2 separate regions of the Oryctolagus cuniculus genome follow, and region 2 is linked to region 1. The links are chromatin contacts, called in public Hi-C maps. All regions are on one chromosome and are shown on one strand. Each heading gives the region's core, a stretch centred on a gene start, on an enhancer-like site or on the middle of the called end of the contact. The rest is flanking DNA. Distances are from core to core; before and after follow the strand shown. Region 1 overlaps RNLS (renalase, FAD dependent amine oxidase). Region 2 has its middle 320 kb from the start of KLLN.

What was found. A called contact is a pair of places that touch in the nucleus more often than the background predicts.
Region 2: a Hi-C map of an unstated tissue shows a contact between it and region 1, with 2.3 times the contacts expected there. The contact joins two enhancer-like sites. A contact is called at or near these places in 3 of 6 Hi-C or Micro-C datasets (psoas muscle, skin fibroblasts and an unstated tissue).

The regions. Positions count from the first base shown.
Region 1 is chr15:42,265,199-42,269,722 of mOryCun1.1, reverse strand. The region is part of intron 4 of RNLS (renalase, FAD dependent amine oxidase); the gene reads right to left. Among named protein-coding and RNA genes, the nearest start is that of LIPJ, 210 kb to the right of the region's middle. Within about 2 kb of position 2,987, at least 2 of the 8 cell types and tissues checked have an H3K27ac peak or open chromatin away from gene starts, as enhancers often do.
Region 2 is chr15:42,494,721-42,499,615 of mOryCun1.1, reverse strand. No RefSeq gene overlaps it. Among named protein-coding and RNA genes, the nearest start is that of KLLN, 320 kb to the left of the region's middle. Within about 2 kb of position 2,440, at least 1 of the 8 cell types and tissues checked has an H3K27ac peak or open chromatin away from gene starts, as enhancers often do.

The sequences.
Region 1 (4,524 bases), core at 1,738-4,237:
TGTTTGTTGAGGGCTTACTATGTACAAAGATTTTCCTTGTGATAGAGGCACTAATACTTCCAATTTAAAGTGTGAAGAAATAGAAGTTCTAGCCTTTTCCAAAGTTCTACACTAAAAAGTGAATTAATCATGATTTAAATTTGGTCTTTGTGGCTCCAAAGCCTAGGTTGTATGCCTTTGAGGAGGTTACTTAAACCTCAGTTTTTAAAAATCTGTAAAATGAGATTATAACTACAGTACCACCTATACCACATGATTGATTTAAGCATTAAATTAATTAATAAATGGAAAGCACTTGGAATAGCTGCAGTGGAGAGCAGTCAGAAATTCAATTACAGGAAAAATGTCAATAAAAGTTTGTTTTAGAAGAAATTGATGGAGAATAGTTCCCAATTCTGTTGACAATTAGAATTTTTTACATAGTACAAAATCTGTGCTATTGGTTTGAGAAAAAGAATCTTGTATGTAACAAACATGTAAAATATTACATTTAATATGACAAAGGCAGATATCCTAAGAAGCTGAAACAGCCATCTGCAGTCATACTCTCTTGAGCTTATTCCTGCTTTGCCACTTGTTAGCTCTGTGACCTTTGTCAAGTCATTTAACCTCTCAGTATCCTCCTCTATAAAATGTGTTTTATAAATAGTCTACCATAAGGTATGATATGAAGATTAAAAAGATGATACATCAAACATGCCTAATGTATAATTTGAGGTAAAAGAACGAGCTCAGTAAATGCTAGTTCATTTCCCCTGGCCCCTATCCTCTCAAAATTGTTCCAGGGCTTAAAACATCAAAGCAAAACAAAAGAAAACCCAAACAGCCAGCAAGTAAAAATCAACTTGTTAATTGTGTTTGCATGATAGATAGACTATGAAGGAGGAAGGAAATAAAAACACCTTATTATAGTTGTCATATAAAATACAGGATATCCAGTCAAATTTGAATTTCAGATAAACAATGATCTTTTTACATAAGTATCAAGTATTACATGAGATATAGTTGTACTAAATAATTTTTTCATTATTTATCTGAAATTTTAATTTGGGTATCAAGTATTTTCATTAAGCCTGGCAGCTTAGACATGACAGTATAGCTAAGACTTTCTTCATAAGACCCTAATGTGTTTCCAAATTGCTAACTTCAAAGGCACCAAGGAAAAGGTTGACCCCACTCTCCCTGTTTGCCAAGCAAAGGGCCCGCATAGGAAGTAAGATTTTGAGTCCCTTGCATCCTTTATGGGAAACTGGTGCAGAAGCTGCTGGGAGAACTGAAGCAACCTGCCCCTCCTCCCCTGGGCCCCTCTCTTTGGGTGGGGTTCTGTGGTTATAATGCGGTGACTCTGTCTCCGTGTCCCTGCCACGCCCTGCTTAGTCCACCTGGGGGTGGGGGTGGGGGTAGAAAACAGGTTGGAGGTAGGGGAAAAAAAAAAGGCTTATCAATTTAACATTTTCTTAGCAGGCTTGTTCTCTGCCGTTTGGGCTTGCAAAACTTAATTATTACTTTGATGCAGAATGGCTGCAGATTGTCATTGCCAGGCCTGATTTAACAGCCGGCTTGCACAAAGTCCGACAGAGATTGCTTTTGTTGCACTTTCGAACAGCTCTTGACGGTGGCTCTTTTACGTTAAGGAGGAAACTCTGTGGTTAAACTGTAGCCTAGGTATTTTTAGAGCCGTTACCATGTTAACCGAATTTCGTACATTTCACCTGCAGGATATGTGGTAGTGCATAGGACCTTCCCTAAACTCTAACAAAAAAAAATGATTTAACAGTTGTGAATAATGTGTTAGGGACCAACTCCAGGCTATCCGAAAGGCTACTCGCTGCAACCTGGGCTGCTAAGGGTCCTTTATTTGGATGGGTGGTAATATGCCATTAGGGAGTATTATTGTTTTGTTCTTGATACTCAGGGACTTGAAGGAACATATCCAAAAGGCTAAAATTGGTTAATTCTGAAGGTCACAGCCTGAAGGCAGTGACCCATTTGTTAATCATTAAGCTTTTCTAAGCCTCTCCTGACAGAATTCTGGCTTTCTGCCACTTCTCTGGTCATTTTAAACTGCGAATTCTTGTACTATTTCAGTTTCTAAGTAGGTAGCAAAGGTTATGAGAAAAGCATAACTTGTTAGTTATTTTTCCTTATCAAACGTCTTAGGCTTTTGGAAGACAGAGCTGTTCTGTGTTAAGGGAATCTTCCTAATATACCCAGCTACAGAGCATTTAAAGATGGACCCTCCTCGGATCCTCTGAAAAGGGAGGGTTTCTAGCCATCATTCCCATATTAATTAGTTTCCCTAGATAAACACAATGTTGTACGGAAAGGACACCCACTTAGTGATGAGGCACCCATACCAAAATCACTGGAGTTTTCTCTATAATCCTAACACTGAAAGTTCAAGAAACAGGAGCAGAATAACCATAATTGCCTTTATCATCTTCTGTCATCAGTTAAAAACTGGAAGAGCTTTAAAATATTTTACACATATTTTGAAAAGCCCAGTAACAGACTCAAGTGATATGATGTTTCACTGTCAAATTTAATGCCAGTTTATGCTCTAGTCCATCTGAATAGAAGTCAATTTGTAGACCAAAAATCTCCGGTAAACAAAACTACATTTTATGTAGCCAAGGGACATTAAGCTGCTAAAACACTTATTTCAATATTGAACATGGAAGAGCTGGCCTCTATTTCTCAAGGGAAAAAATACACAGTCAAACCTTGCTTATCCATAATCCAAACTTCCGGAAGGTTTACGTATTTGGAATTGTTCCAAATCTAGAAGAGAGGTTGGGGATGGAGAAAGGCGGGGGGGGGGGGGGGGGGGGAGGCAGGGAGGAAGAGAGAGAGAGAGAGAGAGAGAGAATGAATATTAGCAAAAAGCAAGTCAGCTTTCAGAAGTAGACCTGAAGCCCTAGCAACATTGAAAAGAGACCTGGAGCTTACATCTGATTGGCTTACAAGCCAGAAGGAATGGTGAGCTCTGATTGGCTGCTGATGATGTCTCCAAATAACCAGGCTTTTTCAGGAAAGCAAATTTATGTGGCAGAAGGGACATGAGATATTAGAAGCAGGCAAGAAGAAAAGGGAAGAGAACAGGGCAAAAATGAATGGCATCTTATTTGTAATAGAGGTGGTGCCTGAGCTGAGAACAAGAATAGCATATATCTACTTATGTAAACTGCTTGCAGTTTACAATATACTTTTACATATAATCCTTGATATTGTCTTCATAAAAACCTAGGGACTCCTAGAAATTAAATAGCATGTTCCAGGTCATCCAGCTAGTAAGAAAAATAGCCAAGGTCTTCTAGCTACAAATCCAACACTTTCAATGTGACACAGGTGTAATGGAGATAACGCTTTTGAGTTGCCCTTTGAGACAGTGAACAGCAAATTCTTTGATCATAGAAAAAAAGATCACAAGTCACAACAGCCTGCAGTTTAGTGAGAGATCAGAAGAAGGTGAAGGAATCCCTACCTTTTGTGACCACAGACCTTAAAAATGCAAACACAGACCCGCGCCGTGGCTCACTTGGCTAATGTTCCGCCTGAGGCCCCAGCACCCTGGGGTTCTAGTCCTGGTTGGGGCGCCAGTTCTGTCCCGGTTGCTCCTCTTCCAGTCAAGCTCTCTACTGTGGTCCGGGAGGGCAGCGGAGGATGGCCCAGGTGCTTGGGTCCTGCACCCGCTTGGGAGACCGAGAGGAGGTACCCGGCTCCTGATCGGCGAAACACCAGCCATAGCGGCCATTAGGGGAGTGAACCAACGGAAGGAAGACCTTTCTCTCTCTGTCTCTCTCTGTCTATAACTCTCTCTCTGTCTCTCTCTCTCTCACTGTCTAACTCTGCCTGGCCAAAAAAAAAAAAAAAGCAAACACAGAATACCTCTCTACAGGTATTTACGAGGAGACAGTCATGGTACAAATGAGGGTTGTGTTTTGAGCTGGGAGCTCAGCACTAGGTGATCACAGTCCTGCAGATTCCTTTCCTGTCTTGAGTCAGGCTACTTCTGTTTATACCCACAATCATCATCATTTTCTCCTCCTGAGCCATTCTAATAGCTTCCTAGACTACTTGACTGGTGTTTTGCATCCTCTCTTCCCTGACTCTTGTCTCCTTTCCTTCAGATTTATTCTCTGAACCATAACATCTTGCTTTAAACTTGCCTTTAGAATAAAACCCCATCCTTTGGCCCCAGTTTACCTTGCCTCAATCTGCTTGTGACTCACTCCTCTAGCCGTGGAGGCCTCCTTTTAGTTATCAATGCACTATACTCTTTTCAGATGAACAGCCTTCCATTTTGCTGCTCCCTATCTCCATGTCATCACATAGCTGCTCTTTTTCTTATCTACGTAATCTACACCAATAAAAGCTGGAGTGAGATTTCTCCTTCAGTCTCTCATAGTACCTTTTTATTAACTCCCTGAGATTTCTCAATCTGAAATTATGTATTTTTATTTGATTCCTGTTTATCATCTTTTCATGTGTCTTCCCTTTGTGAATCATCCAGCTCCGTTTCTC
Region 2 (4,895 bases), core at 1,191-3,690, 230 kb before region 1:
CTGGCCTAAAGAAGGGATACTTTTTAAGATCAGATGCCTTAATAATATTTTTTAATTAGTTGAGAAAATTAAAGATTAGAAGGACAAAGAGACTTGCCTAGGGCCCTGAAGTGAGCTCATGAACTCCTGACTCATGCACGATTCAGTCCTGTTCTAGTACAGCACAAATCAACCCTTTGTGGGCTTGAAAATTTGTTCATCTGTTTCAAACTCTACACCTTGACTTCTCAATTATAGTTTTAGTTCTGTAAGGACAGAGGTCATATTTTTTACTTTAAAAGTGTCTTTCTAGTGTTATGTAAGAAGTAGTAACTAAATGCTAAAGGAAAGCAGGGAAGCTGATTACTATAGACTAGAGAGGCCGATTGGCATAGAAATGTTTACAAAGTGGATATTGAAAGGAAAATGCAGAGTATGCTTGTAGTAAGCACTTGGTAAGTGCTTTTAGAGTGAATGAGTGGATGAATGAAAGCAGAGAAAAAATTAAGCTGAAGGGTATTTCCAGGAATAAAGGTGAAATTTTGCAACAAAGGGAAAGACCCAGCTTTGAATGCACTGACAACCTGGTCTTTCAAGAAAATTAGAACACATGTGTATGAAGAGATGAGTCACCAGAGAGGAGTTATTGAATCTGACAGGCACGGTGAAGAGGACAACAATTGTCTCTGCCTGTTCAAGGGGAATGCTGAACATCTGTTCAGCATCCCCAAGACCATCTCTGCCTCCTGGTCAGTGGGATGGGTCTGTGTCAAATGGTGGTCTCTCATGTTGGGCATTGTTCATCTTACGGATCTGAAAGCTGTGATTATTGCAGTGGGTGAAGGGCCAGGTGTTCAGAGCATGCTCTGTGCAATATTATCTAGATCAGCACTTCTCAAACTTTAATGAGAGTATGAATCATCTTGTTAAAAAGCTTCTTCTAATTTAATAGGTCTTAGGCGGAGCCAAAGGTTTTGCATTTCTGATGCACTATCAGGTGATGCTACTGCTGCTGTTCTGAGAAAACCTGCTTTGAGTAACAAGGTTCTAGGTGCTCCCTGGGAAACTACTAGAGAATGCAACAACTAAAAGTGGCTCTTTGATTACTTCTATGTTTTCCCCTCTGATCAGAGATGCCTACCCAATGCATTTATTCTCTAACAAAGGGCTGGCTCCTAATTGGTGGACTATGATGCATCCCTAGAGAATGATTGGATTCAGGAGTCCTAAAGTTATTATGGGAAAAAAAATCAAGGAAGCATTAAAACTCATAATTCCTAGAGATTTACACCTGAAATCCATACAAGGGCCATTTGCTCATGAGTCACAGAAATTCATGTTAATACCTAGGGCCTTGCACATAGTAGGCTATCCAAAAAACAGCAAATGAATGAGCGAAAGATGAGACTTTGACTAAGAAAAGTGCAGTCATACTATATCTTACTAAAATTAATTTCACTGTCAGGATTAAGAATAAAGCCAACAAAACACCTAAATAAACACCAAATGTTGCAGGAGATCATACAAAGTAACTCTTAGGCATAATACCTATGAGGAATGCTTCACCCAGAGCCCACTTTTGTTTTGTTTTGTTTTGTTTTTTATTTCTAAATGAAAGAGTGAAACAGTTTATTGTCAATGTAAACAGAGTGATGTGATATCTTACCATTTGTAAGATTTTATAGTCTGCAATGCACTTTAAAAATAGTTTTATTGAGATATAATTCACATATCGTAAAACTTACCCTTTAAAAGTGTTATTTGTACTTATTTTATAACCTTTTTAAAATTCTCTTTTTTTAAAAAAAACTTAGCTATCTATAGTAGATGAGAAAAGGAAAGTTAAAGAAGTTTGAGAGGACAAATGACAAATATGGGCAGGCAAAGGCAAGACAGCACTTGTGTTAATCAACAAGACAAAAATATCAAAAGAATGCCAGAGAAGTACTAGGAGAGCTCCTTCAGTAATCTGGAAATATCTAATTTGATAGACACCCCTGCCTGATGTGCTTCAGAATATCCCAAGAACACAAGTACGTGTGGTCCAGTATAATAAATGGATGTTTGTGCTGATGTTCTCCTTTTGGCAAGGAAATGCGAAGTTACATATAGTGTGCTCTGGGCAGAAAGGTAGGGATGCTTGTGATCCACGGAGATGCTTTTATTGGAATGCTGATGGTGATTCTTTAAGAAGTCTTGGGTGCTTTAATTAAGAAGTAAGTCCTCAGCTCTCTCCGCTATGAGTCACAGTCCATGGAGATTCCAGAAAGTCTGTGTTCCTGGTATAGGCTGAGAGGTGTGACGGGGCAGCCGTGTGTGCTAGGTTTTTTGGCTCTTGGGGGGAGATCTTTATAAAGTACTGCCCTGTGTTTGAAGGTGTCCAGCCTCTTATGGCAAGTATTTCTCCCATGGGCAACACTCTTCTGTTTTTCAACTTTACTGTCTCCTGAGATCCCCCCAACCACAAAACAAAAGCTTTTCCAGACAGGAATCAGAATGGTGCTGCCTGTGGAGATGCAGAGCAAACACTGAAAGATTTTCTACCAGAGTTTCTTTTGGTTTAAATTTCTGAAGTTCATTTGCTCCTCTGACCTTCTCCAGCTGTGACGTGGTACAAACACATGGATATAGAACTCCAGAATGCCACTGTTGAGACCCTTGTTGTTTTTGATTGTGAAAGTTTCTCTGAGGGCCTGGACTCTCACAGAAATGGCAAGGCGCATTTGAACATTCATTGCCTCACCCATAGCAGAGATGGCAAAACCTATCCTGGGCCTTAAAAAAACAAGGGAAATGTATTGAACACTGTATTTTTTTAGGCCAAAGGGGAAATGCTTTATAGTTATTACTTTGATTCTTATGTTAATATTTGGAAGTCAAGATTTATTTAAAAATCAATTAATTAATTAGAGTGGAAAGAGAGAAATATTTCTATGTACCAGTTAATTCCCCAAATGCTCATAATGGCTGGGGCTTGGTCAGGGGTGAAGCCAGGAACTGGGAACACAACCCACGTCTCCTTTGTGGCAGGGGCAGGGACTTGATTAATTGAGCCACCACCCACCACCACTGCCTCCCGGAGTTTATACCAGCAGGAAGTTGACATCAGGAGCTGGAGCTGGGAGTTGAACCGAGGTACTACTATATGGGATGTGGGCATCTTACCTGCTAGGCCCACTCTGAGAGGTATTTTTATTGTCCATATTTCACAGGTAAGGGAACTTTAACCAACAGAAATGGCTTACCCAAGATCACCATGGCTAAGAATTGGTAAACAATGGATTTGAAGAAAGGTCCTTCAGTTCCTGAAATTAACTGAGATAATGCTTGCAAAAGTATACTGTAAATGCCTATTGAAATATATGGCTTTAATAGTTTCTAGAACTACTTTATAGGACCGCGCTAGAGTCTATCACTTACCCTCATCTTCCCACTTGGCTTTCCTGGCCAGCCCCTTCCCAGGCTGTAATGAATTCTGTGACCTCCATAGTGTCTTATTCTGCTTTTCTTGTTAGTACTGACCACAGGCTATAAGACCTTGGAGATCATTATAAACTTGAGTTTTTGACATTGCTGGTATTTATAATATATTCTTGGTATTGACCTGACTCCTCCCTGGGGAGAAATGCTTCCTTCCACATCTTTGGTAAAGGGGGGAGGCATTTAGCATAGCAGTTAAGATTCTGCTTGGGATGCCTGCAGCCCATATTGAAGTACTTGGGTGCAAGTCCTGGCTTCACACCTCATTCCAACTTCCTGCTAACGAGCACCATTAGAGGCAGTAGGAAATGGCTCAATCAGTTGAGTTCCTACCACTCATGTGAGTGATCCAAACTAAGTGACCCAGGTTGAGTTCCTCATTCTTGGCTTCAGTTTGGCCCAGCCGACCATAGTAGACATTTGGGGGAGTGAACCAGCACATGGGGCAAGGTACGGGGGAGCACTCATGACTCTCTCTCTCTCTCTCTCTGCCTCAAACAATTTTAAAAAATCTTTGCTAGGGAAACATCTAAAATGTCTTCTGTTTTATTTCATATCATTGTGAAGTGCGGTCACTTTGTTTCTAAGATCAAAATCACTGGGATGGTTCCTGCCACAGATGCCCAGTGGCTCCTATTTTTCTCTTTGCTGGGTAAGAACTACCTGGCCCAATGACCATCTCCAATGGAAAACTGCTGCCTGGCACAAAACATGCTGTTTCAGGTCTAATTTCTGACACTTCAAGATAGGAAGTGCCATTTGTTGGAGGCTTCTCAGGATTATATGAACAATTTCAGGATTTATGAATATTTTATTTCATTTATAGATTTCCCCTTTCATGTAAAATGTCTGTTTCTTTTGGTGTACTTGCTTTGCACCAAAATTTTAAAAAGTTCAGCTTCAAGTTTTTTACTGGCTATTTCCTGTTTCCAATGGTCAATTCTAGTAATCTTTGCTCTGGCATATGACTCAACCTAAGAGTATCTCTGTGTTATCCAAGTTTATCCAGCTTATAAACATAAATTACTTCTTTTCCAACTGTATTTCACACAGACTATCCCAAACTCTTAGCAGGATTTTCTATTTAGTCCCAGAACCAATGTGTTTGCAATCAAATGTTGTAGTGTTGATGCTTCTTTTAGATTTTTTTTTTACTTCACCCATTAAACCCTCTAATTACATAGTCAGTCCTTCACCAACCACCATGAAAGAATCTTCTGCCATAGCCGATTCATATTCCAACACCTTCTTGGTAGAACTCTACCAGCCCTACACTCTCACAGTTGCCTTCCAGTCCCACCGATTTTGAGTTGTGATCCTTCCTTCTTTTGACTTGATACATTTGCTTTTCAAAGGATAGAATGAGCTGGTGGTGAGCACACAGTTGGAACCAAGTGAAAAAGCAAGGTATCCAAGATGATCATATTACTTTCTCT